Regions from separate parts of the Mus musculus genome. Here region 1 is linked to region 2. The links are chromatin contacts, called in public Hi-C maps. All regions are on one chromosome and are shown on one strand. The core of a region is the stretch at or near the end of the contact, and the rest is flanking DNA. Distances in the headings are between cores, read along the strand shown. Region 1 has its middle 45 kb from the start of Gm32234. Region 2 holds the start of Cdk19 (cyclin-dependent kinase 19).

The links. A called contact is a pair of places that touch in the nucleus more often than the background predicts.
Region 1: a Hi-C map of bone marrow-derived macrophages shows a contact between it and region 2, with 31 read pairs. The contact joins the enhancer-like site here to the promoter of Cdk19 in region 2. A contact is called at or near these places in 4 of 39 promoter capture datasets (3T3-L1-derived adipocytes, hippocampal neurons, liver and 1 more), 1 of 15 datasets of contacts at CTCF or cohesin (the NIH/3T3 cell line), 2 of 484 Hi-C or Micro-C datasets (bone marrow-derived macrophages and liver), 16 of 115 datasets of contacts at active chromatin or transcription factors (the 230-238 cell line, the HPC-7 cell line, bone marrow-derived macrophages and 13 more) and 3 of 9 other capture datasets (adipose tissue, liver and macrophages).

The regions. Positions count from the first base shown.
Region 1 is chr10:40,496,347-40,502,376 of GRCm38.p6, reverse strand. No RefSeq gene overlaps it. Among named protein-coding and RNA genes, the nearest start is that of Gm32234, 45 kb to the right of the region's middle. Within about 2 kb of position 2,371, at least 167 of the 459 cell types and tissues checked have an H3K27ac peak or open chromatin away from gene starts, as enhancers often do. A contact at or near this core is called in the HPC-7 cell line, adipose tissue, bone marrow-derived macrophages and 3 more, where this site is marked.
Region 2 is chr10:40,347,433-40,353,537 of GRCm38.p6, reverse strand. Cdk19 (cyclin-dependent kinase 19) reads right to left here and starts at 4,230. Exons shown (of 13, transcript NM_001168304.1): 1 at 3,817-4,230. The coding sequence starts at 3,944.

The DNA of each region.
Region 1 (6,030 bases), core at 1,122-3,621, 150 kb before region 2:
ACAGGCATGTTCCACCAAGCCTCACTTTTCAAGCAATTTTGAGTATTGTTCTGGGATGCCACTAATGGAAAATAGTCGGATACTTTCAAGACTTGGTTTTAAGTCTTGTTGGGAGGGGCTTGAGCTGTCTCTGGTCAAGCTTGGCTAGGTCCCATTACTAAGACAACAGTGGATTCGTCCATTCAGGGCTGTGAATCAAAGGAACAGGACCATGTAGTCCCTGTCCAGTGGGAACTCTAGAAGTTGCACTTGGGGGTGATTTGGGGTAGTTCTTTCTCCAGCCTCGTGTGGTGCAATGTGCTTGTGCTGATCTACACCCAAACTCCAAGGATTGGGCTGGAGAGTGGGTTCAGAGGTTAAGAGCACTGGCTGCTTTTCCAGAGGTCCTGAGTTTAATTTCCAGCAACCACATGGTGGCTATTAAACATCTATAATGAAATCTGCTGCCCTTTTCTGCCACGCAGGCAGAACACTATACACGATACATAAATAAGTATTAAAAAAATACTCCAAGGACATACTGTAAAACCACAGCTGTATTTCTTTGCTCAGAGACTGCCTTGCGAATTCTGAACCCTCTGACCCTGCATCCCAGATAATCTACTGGATTATCTGGCTCTACTTGAATCCCTCTCGGGAACTGGCCAGGGAAGTTACAAGCTCAAGTCCTTCTGACCGTCTGACCTCCATTAACCCAGTGACTCTGAGCCTGTCACAGAAGCCTCCCCCAGCCAGAAAGTCTCTATGGATTAAGCAGGGGTACTCATAAGAGTCATGATCTCACTACCTCTGCTGTCTGTGGTCCTGGGGCTGCGCATCATTGATTTAAACATTTTATTTGCGTGGCATGTGCCTCTAGTATCTGGCAGTCTGTAGCCAAGATAGCGAGATTATTTGAACTCACAAGCTCAGGACCAGCCTGTCTCGAAGGAAAACCAGAACATTTTGTCCAGTGTTTTATTTCAGAACCAAGTCCTAGTGGTTACTTCTTGAAGTGTCTAGAGTTGTGTATACTAGCGTTTAGCTGGATTTCAGAGATACATAAATCCTTATCATCCATTCGCCATGGAGAAACTGAGGCAGAAGAAAGTAATTTGCCCTGGTCTGTTGACTTCAGATGGGAATTGTTTGGAGAGATAAGAAACACTTTGGAGAATTTGAATCCTGCATGTTATGGTGAAAATGGCATCTGTTGCTCTCCCGGTCTCCCTCTCTTCTGCATTCCAATACTTACTGTGGTCTACACTCTCGGTGATGTCAGCCTCTACTGATGTTGCTCCATTGAAAAGGTGGATGCTTCCAGTCCCTGTGGATAGCAACTACCCCGGCCCATTCCAGAATAATTGGATATCATGGAACTGACGCACCAGCATGAGTCAGACAGCAAAGCTGTGGCTGGAGCTGAGCATCAAGGACCCCTGTGAGCCTGTGTGTTATCTCATAGACAAGGAAACTGGGAGCCAGCTGGGTGTGCTGCCGCACCCAGTCAGCACTCAGACTAATTTACCCACAGAAGCCCAAGCTCTTGTTGCTATTTCTTGTTTCTTTGTGGGGTTTTGTTCTTTTTTTTTTTTTTTTGAGACAGTGTTTCTCTGTATCGCCTGGCTGTCCTGGAACTCACTTTGTAGACCAGGCTGGCCTCGAACTCAGAAATCCGCCTGCCTCTGCCTCCCCAGTGCTGGGATTAAAGGCGTGCGCCACCACGCCCAGCTTCTTTTTTATTTTTTGAGACAGGATCTCACCCTGCATTCCCCGATGCTCCTGCCTCAGTTTCCCTCCCGAGATTTCACATTATAAGCATACACCACCACACTCAACAATAACTCATATTTTCGATGAACACTCTGCCTACTACACAGCATTTGTCTATAACAACTGTTCCAAACCAGTTGAAGCTCTGTATTAAAAGCTCTTCCATGTCTCTGTGCATGTGAACAGAATATTTATTGAATATATCTACATATTTTTTAACAGTCTGCCATCTCTTGATGAGTGAGAATTCCCGACAGGAGCTCAGGGCTAGCGTGAGAGGAAGTTCGTGAAAAGGACAATGTCAGCAGTAACAGAAAGATGCGGGATACGAGGAATAGGCAATGGGAACAGTAAGCCCACTGCTTGAGTTATTTAAAACCACTGGGGCAGGAGCCGATGACCAGATAAGTATCTCTCTCCTCGGTCTGGCTTTTGTTCTGTTTTTTTGTTTTTCTAAAGGAACTGCCCCCACCCCCATCTACACAATACGAAACACACTCTTCTCAGCACGTAAAAGTGGGGAGGTTCCTGGTTTTGCTGCAAGGGCAGACTTTGCCCTGCCTTGTTGACCAGTGGTCACAATAGGGCCTTTCATTGCAAGACCACATGGTCCCCTGCAACGTGACCTGGGAGCTGGCAAACACTCCAGGGCAGCACAAAGGAGCGGAACTTGTGTTTGTGCAGAGTGTTCAGGCAGTCGGCAGGGTCTGGGGTTCCTTCTCCCTCCCGTGTGCTCAGCAGCTCAGTGCCTCTCTTACCCTGCCCTGCCCTGCCCTGTCCCTCTGCAGCTGACAGTGGCTGGCCAGTGCTAGGCCCACTCCTTGGGCAGAAGGAGCCCCTGTAAGGTCCACCTGGGGTAACCTGCACCATGTATATGTAAAATAGAGCTGACCCCACCATGCACACGGTGGTTTTTTAACTTCTTTTTTAACTTGTATATTTGTTGAAAGAATTCACTTAGGCAAAGTCTGAAAGAGGAAGGTTGTGAAACTGGGTCAGGAGGAGGCGTCTGATGATAAAACACACTTTCTGTTCAGCGATGAGGGACGGATTCCAAACATATATAGCAGACCGTACACTGACCCTGTGGCAGGTGAAGGAGCCTTCAGACTCTGTGAGCTTTTTGACCCTGGGAAAAAAGCTTCACTGGGGTGAGACATGCGGGAGCAGGCACAGCTGGCTGACAGGTCTTCTGCCCGTTGATAGGTCCCTGCCTCGTCACGTGGACAGGAAAATGATAGCGACTTCTTTAGGCTGGAGAGATGGCTTGAAAGGGTGGAGCATATTCCATTCTAGCAGAAGACTTAAGTTCAGTTCCCAGGGCCCACTTCAGGCTGCTCACGCCCCTGTTAACCCAGCCCCAGGAGGCCTGATGCCCTCTTCTGGTCCTTGCAGGCACTTGTGCCTGCATACACACACACACACACACACACACACACACAACTTAATTTATTTATTTATTTATTTATTTATTTATTTATTTATTTATTTTAGTACATATAAAAGAAAGAGCCCACCGGTGGCTATGGAGATGCTCAGCAGTGAAGTCCACTGACTGCTCTTTCAGACAGCCTAGGTTCAGTTCCCAGCGCCCACATGGTACCCCACAACCATCTGTAATTCCAGTTCCATGGAATCTGATAGCCTCTTCTGACCTCTGCAGGTACCAAGCACACACATGGTGCACACACATACATGGGGCAAAACATCCGTATGCAACAATTTTTTAGAAAGAAAGCTCAAAACTAATGTTCTTCGAAGCCATGACTAATTCCTGTGTTCAAATGAGTTGGGGGAGGGGGCAACTGAAATGGTGTCTTTGTTTAAAAAGGGGTTCTACTGTATAGCTCAGGCTAGCCTCAGACTAATAGTGTTTCTCACTCAACAGCTTCCTGTGTGCCACCACAACGAGAGGAAAATTAAAATTTCAGGAGTTTATTGAGCATCTAATTGTGGAGACTGGTATGCTCTGTTATCATGTTATTACAGACTAGTCACCAAGGAGATATAAAAAACTATAACAAATTTTGATAACAGAAAGAAGTTGACATTGTTTTTTAACTCATGAGTGTCTACCAGACCTTCTGCACACAGTAATGTTCAGTGTTGGTAACAGTGAAGGGGGGACACATGCATCCATCTCCCAGAACACGGGATAAGGACCCATGACAACGAGAGCCAGCGTTCAAACCTGAGATATGCATAGCACATCATCTGCAGCACAGAGGGCAGCAAGGAGCGATGATGTATGTGGGCGGTGGGGTGTAACTAAGGGTAGGTAGGACTGCATGGACATTCTGTCTCCAGGATGAAGATAGATGGGGGGGGGGAGGAGAGAGAGAGGGGGAGAAGGGAAGAAGAGGGGAGAGAGAGGAGAGAAGGAGAGAAGGAGAGAGGAGGGAGAGGAGGGAGAGGAGAGAGAGAGAGAGAGAGAGAGAGAGAGAGAGAGAGAGAGAGAGAGAGAGGGAGAGGGAGAGGGAGAGGGAGAGGGAGAAGGAGAGAGAGAGAGAATAATTCCTGTTCCAGGTGAACAGAGTAAAGAGATGGGGTTGATACCAAGCATCCGTGTGGCACCGTGGTGTGTGTGCCGCGAGGGATGCCTTCCTTTCTCTCTGACTCTCCTGGCAACAGTTAAATAATATTAATGATAATATGCAGTACTGCACAGACCCGCCTGTTGGCCAGGTGCACCCTGGCTGGCAAACGGAAGTGCATGCCAATCTCTGTTTCCTGTTAGGCAAAGGGAAACAGCATTAGGGTCTGCAACTGGAGAGGAACACAAGGCAAATAGGAAGACATTTACAAGTCAGGGTTCTGTGAGAAGAGAGAAACGTTTTTAAACAGCTTTAAAAACAGAAATTAAGCAACTAACAAAACCGCAATAGTCCACAAGACAGATGGTGGGAGAGGTTAAATGTGTGCAGGAAAGAGTCCTGGTGAAAAAGGGTTTCCCTCAACGTGTTGCTACTGTTACCATTCTTCAGAGTGTCTAAAAGTGCCAGGCCCTAAGAGTTGTCTGTTATTTTTGAGAAGTGTGTCTAGAGCCTCAGGGTTGAGAAGCAAACAAACAACTCTATGACATGAGTCCAGCCTGGAGTCCGTGCTAGGAGTGTGACCAAATGAGTTTGTGAACTGACTCTTTGTGCTAACTGCCAACCTGCAATTCTGTCCCTGTCTTTGCTTGGCAGACCAGACCTTGGTGAGAAACTGAAGGGAAGGGACCCCACCCTGCATCCTGATGCCTGATATCAGGGCTCTGGGTGGCACAGAGACAATGCCCTCCTGAGGAGCAGCCCCTCAGCCTGCATGACGTTTTCTAAGATACGTGAGAGGTGGGTGACTGGCTTCCAGTTATGCCTTTAATAAACAGAAGGGCATGTGGAGGTCATTGTCTACGACAGACTTGAAAGGGCAGAGCGGACAATGAACTCAGTTCCCCAGCATCAACAGCTTTAGTGACATTCTGCCTCCAGTGACTTTGAAGCAAAGGGGAGCCTGAGGCATCAGCACAGGTGATCCAGATGGTCTGAGACTCTCTTCCTTGGACCCTCCCCTGCTCCCTGACCCCCTACACAGTTCTCTTTTTAGATCAGAGACTGAGGAAATGAATCTCCAGTCATCTGAGCAACTGATAGACATGTAATCCCTGCTTATATCCAGGTAAAAATTTCAGGCTGTGTGTGCGCGCGCGTGTGTGTGTGTGTGTGTGTGTGTGTGTGTGTGTGTGTGTCAGATATGTGAGGGCACACGTGCACATACAATAGTATGGAGGTCACAGTTTGTCAAGCATCTTCCTCAATTGCTCTCCATCTTAGTTTTTGAACTGCGGTCTCTCATTGGCCCTCACCTCAAGTTCCAAGATTCAGCTAGGCTGGCTGGCCAGTGAGTGTTCCCGGGATCCTCCCTCCCCAGGGTTGGGGTTACAAACAATCACAACCGAGCCTGGCTTTTCTTTTCTTTTTTTATTTATTTTATTTGAGAGAGAGAGAGAGAGAGAGAGTGTGTGTGTGTGTGTGTGTGTGTGAGAGAGAGAGAGAGAGAGAGAGAGAGAGAGAAGGAGTACGGCTAGATGAGGGTGTTGGATCCTTTGGAGATTGAGTTACAGGAGTTTGTGTCCCACCTGATATGGAAGCTGGGAGCTGGACCTCTGACAGAGCAGTGAGTACTCTTAGCCACTGAGCTGTTTGTCTTCCCAGCCCAAGCCTGGCTTTTTAATGACTGTGCTGAAGATCAAATGCAAGTATTTGTATTTGAGCTTCAAGTACTTTTCTCACAGAG
Region 2 (6,105 bases), core at 2,981-5,480:
AACTACAGCCTTGAGCATCTGATCCTCCTGGCTCCATTTCCCAAGTATTGGTATTGTGTCAAGTCCGGCTTATACAGTATAGAACCTAGAGCCTCTGTGTGCTATGCAAGCATTCTACCAACTGAGCTACATCCCCAGCACAGTGTGAAACTTTTTACTACTAAGGAAAAAAAATCTTATGAATTCTTACTCATACTAAAAAATTCTAAGATATCCTAGAGCTGGAAGCATAGCTCAGTGGCAGCGTGCATGCTGGGTATTCCCAAGGCTCTATATTGGACCTCAGAACCAGTAAGTAAATTTGGGCCAACAAAATGGTCCAGCAGGTGAAGGCACCTGTCTGATAGATAACGCCAGCACGGCAGCTTCAATTCAACCCTCAGAACCTATATGAAGGTAGACAAGATCCATGCCACAAGGTTGTCTCCTGACCTCCAAGTGCATGCCACAGCTCACATGTAATATGTCTAATAAGTAAATTGTAGGTAATTAATTTTCAGCCTGAATTTTTTTTTTTTTGGCATTTATTTCCTTTGAATACCTAGAGGAGAGAACACCCACATGTCACAGGTGTGGAAGTCAGAGGACAGCTCTGTGGAAATGGGTATCTTCAACCATGACAATCCCCCAGGCTGCGGCTCAGGCCTCATGCGTGCCAGCACATTCTAGGCAGCAGGTGTGCCATCTTGAGGGTGCAAGCCTGACTGCTTTTTACAGGGGTCAATATTTTCATTTTCCTTCCAAATGAAAAATTAATGAAAAACATTTTTATTAAAGGAAAACACTTTGGGAGAAATAAGCCACCGTGCCATGTTGAACAGCAAAGAAACTGATACAACATGTCAAGTAAGCTAGAAACAACATTTCCAATGTTTCAACACAATGACATTCTAAGTGTCTGAGGAGACATTTTTACTCTGGTGGAAACAGTATACAATGTACAAGGGATCAAAACATCACTAGTACCACTGTGTATGAAAATCTTTATGCAACAATTAAATATATAAAGGTGAAAAACTCAAGACATGTCTTATATTTCTAGCCTGCTATAAATACACACTGCATTGTATTGCCTATTTTAAATCTCATTTGAAAATCTCATTTTGAAGTAACTAACAACCTGTAATGTTATTCTAAAGTTCTGACAATTTTTATTTATATGATAGAGTACATTTATGTGTGTGTACACATATGTATGCATGTATATGCAATAGTGTTATATACACTAGAATTATTTTTCTCTAGCAGGCCCTCATCTTTCTTGCTCCCTAAAATAGCATCGCACCACTCATTTTCCTGAGCTTACCAAAATAAAATGTAAAGAGGGGAACTGTAATTTAGAATGACCAGAGGATAAAATCCTTAACTATCCAAATCCGTATCACATTTGAGAACTACCACTAAAACCTTCTGTTCTTTCAAATTGCTGATTAGTAATGAACATAAAACTAATCCCACTACCAAATCACAAGAGACTTGAATGTTTAGTGTAAACCCAGGAATCTGAACCAGACTCTTAACCCAAGAAAATCAATAAATAAAACCTATCATGGATTGTCTTACATGCGATATAGTGGTCTGAACATGTGATATAATGGTCTGAAAATATATTTTCATATTCTAAGTGGTTTTTTGTTGGTTGGTTTATTTTGTTTTGTTGGTGTTTTTGAAACAGGGCTTCTCTGTGTAGCCATGGCTGGCCTGGAACTCCATCTGTAGACCAGGCTAGCCTCCAACTCAGAGATCCATCTATGCCTGCCTCTAGCTCTAAGTGTTTTGGTTTTTTGTTTTGTTTTGTTTTGTTTTAATTCTACTTTGAAAATACAAAAACTGACCTTATTTTATGTACTCTACTTTACCAATTTCACTCATAGAATAAGTGTATTTTAATCAATATCCTTATTATATAGTGAAAACTAAGAAGCGGAAACTGTTTCTGTTGTAATCCCATCTAGTCTATGTGACTCAGAAACAGAATTGTTAAAGTTCTCAAAGACTCAGGGCAAATGAAAATATTTTAAGATATTTTTAATGAAAACTTTGTGTATTCTAGATGACATGTATCACAACGTTAGCACAGTCCCTGGGGATACGGGAAAATCCAGCCCAACAATGGAACCACAGTGTCCAAATGACAGCACTGGATTTGCTTTCCCCAAACAGCCCTGTGAAGAGTCCCACTGGAATATCAATTTAATCAGGAGAGTGGCTATGCCAAAAACAGAGTGCAAGTCAATTACAGTACCCTCCAGCCCCTGGTGTGCACTCGAGGACATGTGGTAATTAAAAGAAACAGCTCAGACAACTGAGTAGCTTGGCCTAGACAGGTCTACCTGCAATAGCGATTAACCATCATCCTTGAGTTCTGGACAGTACCTGTAACTTTCCAGGTACTGAGTATGAGACACTTGGTACGACTGTGCTCTGGCTTTCTTCTTAGAAAAGTAGCTCGAGCACTGCTTACTTTGATGCGGGAGCGCCTCACCAACATTATCAAATCACAGCACTGGGAAGGAGGGGCCCCAAGGAGCACTTTAAATCTGAGGTATGGTGATAATCCGGCTTATCAAAAATGCCCCATCACAATCCTTAAGTCTCCCTTTTGTATAGTCTGACAATCGTTTGAGTCTAAGTTACAGAACCTAAGGGAAAGGAATTCCTTCCAGAAAGGAGCCAAGGTGACAACTGGCTTTAAACTCACCATTCCCAGGCCTGAAGTTTGGTTCCACCGGGCCAGCTCTTACAAGCCAGTCTGACCACCGGCCCGAAGGGGACATTCTCGATGCTTTATCAACTTGTCTTTTACTGATATAACAATCCATAAAGACTTCCCAAGAGATTCCTACAGATCCCCTCAACTAAGGAAACGGCAATCCAGGCTCAAGCCTGTCACTCCGTTTTCTGTTCTTGGTGGTCTAGGTTCTCAATAAACACTACCAAAGCTCACAGCCATTTGACAGAGGCTAAGAACTTGAAGAAATCAAGATTTCTTCCTGAAGAAAAGAGAAATGGACCAGGTTTGGTGGCATACGCCTTTAATGATAGTACCTGATTAGCAGAGGCAGGCGAATCTCTCCGTTCCAGGCCAAGCAGGGCGCACAGATACCCTATCTTAAAGGGGGTTGGGGGGAATTAGATAGCCAAGATATATCTTATACCTAAGATAGCCAAGAGGCAGGAAAGATAAGCAACCAGAGAACACTTAAATCTTGTAATATACAATTTATCTCTCTCCAGGGTCCACCTTCAGAGTGCTGAATTCAGAATATTAAAATGTGGGAATCGGGAGCAGGATCGGGAAGTCCCCAGGTAAACATCAGAGATGAAGTCTGGGTTGGCAAGGAAGTCAGACCCAAGGGGCCAGCCAGGACCCCAAGCGCTGCGCCACCAGACAGGAGGCGCCCCCGCGAGCTTTCAAACCGCCGCCCCGGGAAGGCGCTGCGCCGATTGGAAGTTCCACCACTACCGTCACCAGCACAGGGCCAAACCGGTAACTCTTCAGCCAAGCCCTCCGGAGGGTCCCCGGGGACCAGACCCCTAAACTCCACCTCCAGGCGCGGTCTCCACCCGCCGCCCGCTGTTAATCACGCAGCCGCGACTCCAGGCGGGACCGACGCCCCCGACGGGGCTGCGCCGTACGACTTCGAGGGGCGCGACCGGCCAGCGGGGGGCGGCAGCACCAGTGCCTCCGAGTTAGCCCCGGGACGTCGCTCTGCGACCCACGCCGCCTCGTCCCGGGAGCTCCGACCCACCCAGCCCTCCGGGGCTCCGCAGCGGAGGGGACGGGACGAGCCCACTCCCCGCTCGCGCTCTTACCCATCTTTCCGCCTCGCCTTGTAGACATGCCCGTAGGTGCCGCGTCCCACTTTGCACCCTTCGTACTCAAACAGATCCTCCACCCGCTCCCGCTCCGCCGCCAGCTTCGCCTTGAAATCATAATCCATTGTCTGCTTCCCCCATAGAGAAACCGGGACGCGGGGGCCGCCGCCACTCAGTCCCTCCTCCACCGCCGCCGCTCCACTTCTCCAACAGCCGTCGCTCGGGCGCGCGCGCGCCGCCCGCCGCTCCGCGGTCCGCCTTCAGCAAGGGACTCCTCGGCGGCCGCGGCAGCCACCTCCTCCGCCTCCTCCTCCTCCGCGGCGGCGGCGGCGGCTCCCGCAGGCATCTACAGTCCCGCCTCCTCCCTTCATTTCCTTGTTTTGGAACCTGGTGGGCCGCGCCGCGGCTTTCTCGAACTCATTAAGGAACCAAGCGTCCCGCCCCAAGGTCGCGAGCCATTCTGGGAAATGTAGTTCAAGAGGGCTCGTGAGTTGTGCTACCTCCTCGGGAGCGGGGAATACAGTTCCCAGAGTTCCTGGGGCCTTTTGGGCCACGCCTCCACAAGGCATGTACGCCTGCGCTCTGCCGCCGCCCCACCCCCTCAGCGCGCGACTGCTGTTCCTGTAAACTGTAGCGCAAAGTTGCAGCGGGATTTTTGCGAGCCCGTGGGAGCTGGCGGGAAGGACACCTTTGCTGAGCTAGGAAGTAGATACCCGGCCCTGACTGTCATTAGGCTAGAAAAGCGGGAAGCACCTCACGAGAGCCTTGCTCTAGAGCTCATTCCGGCGCATCCGGAGCTTAGGACTGGGGTTTAGACAGTTGTACTACACATTGTTTGTTTTCTTGGGCAATTGATCCTCTGGTTGCCCCGCCCCTTGCCTCGGCTTATTGGCAGAGACTGAAGAGTGACGTCCGCTTTGGTGCCTGGTTATCTCCGGCTTTGGCTGTTTTCCCGCTCTTGATTGGTAATTGGATGTGCTCGGTTCTTCCTGATAGGTTAATCTTCTTTCTTTACGATGCAAAAACCGTATTTCAAAACCTGAAGATTCAGCGGTTTCCCAGCTCTTGCTAGGGGAACCGTGTAACTTCTACGGCCCACAGCCAATCATCTTTTTCTTGGCGCTCTAGTCGGTTTTATCCTAACATATGCGGGTGCGGTAGCCTAGCTTTAGCCATCTGTCTGAGAACAATTAAAGCGCTTGGAAGATTGCAAAAATGCAGCGTTTTAAAAACAATCGTTTTTGCTGGGTAGTAAAGCGTGTTTTACAGTAATGGCGAGGCTCACCTAGGGGTTTAAGGTATTTATCTTGCTCATGACGTTGATTCGTTATGGTGTCTGAGGCTCAGAACCCATCACCTCAAAGTAGTACTGTAAGAACTTAGAAAGTGCCTTACTAAAAATGTGACCCACTGCATATTGATGGCTTTTAAACCGAAAAGAAATTGAGATCCATTCGACACGCGCGTTTCAGCTCTCTTCCACTACCTAAAATAAAAGGCAGCATTTTATAACAAGATTAAATTTAAAAGGGAAATTTGATAAGGTGTCTGTGTCAAAAAGGCAGCTAAGCTATCCATAGACAACATTATTGCTGGGGAGACCATCTAAACAAAGAATCGACTTGTTATTTCCTCTTTATTTCCTTCCCTCTCCTTCATTTATCTCCAATACCTACTAAAACTTCCAATTCTTGTTCCTCTCTGTATGTCATGAGCTTCAATCATCAGGCCTTTCGATTTCATTGTGTAGGACTCCCGTGCGTACATCTATAATATGAACTGTAAGGCACAAGGCACAGTGATAAAATCGGCAGGATGACTGTTAGGCTAGGTGGGTAGCCGTCATGAAGAAAGCACCATGAGCTTAAATGTAAAGAACGAACAGGGCCTTGAGGAAGTGAGAGAACAGAGACCATAAAGCTGCAGGCAGGACAGCCTGCGCCCCGGTCACAAAATGATACATTAGGAGAAAGCAACCAGTTTGAGTCCTGCAAGATTAAGCTAGAAAGAAGGAATGGATAAGACAAGCAAATAAGGAGGTGTCAAACTGTGAGTCATGCTCGTTGGTTTTATGTTTCACTGTTCTGTAAGTAGTAAGTTCTTCACGAGCTGGAGAGATGGCTCAGTGGTTAAAAGCACCAGCTGAAGGTCCTGAGTTCAAATCCCAGCAACCACATGGTGGCTCACAACCATCCGTAATGAGATCTGACGCCCTCTTCTGTTGAGTCTGAAGACAGCTACAGTGTACTTAGATACAACAATAAGTAAATCTTTAGGCCAAACTAA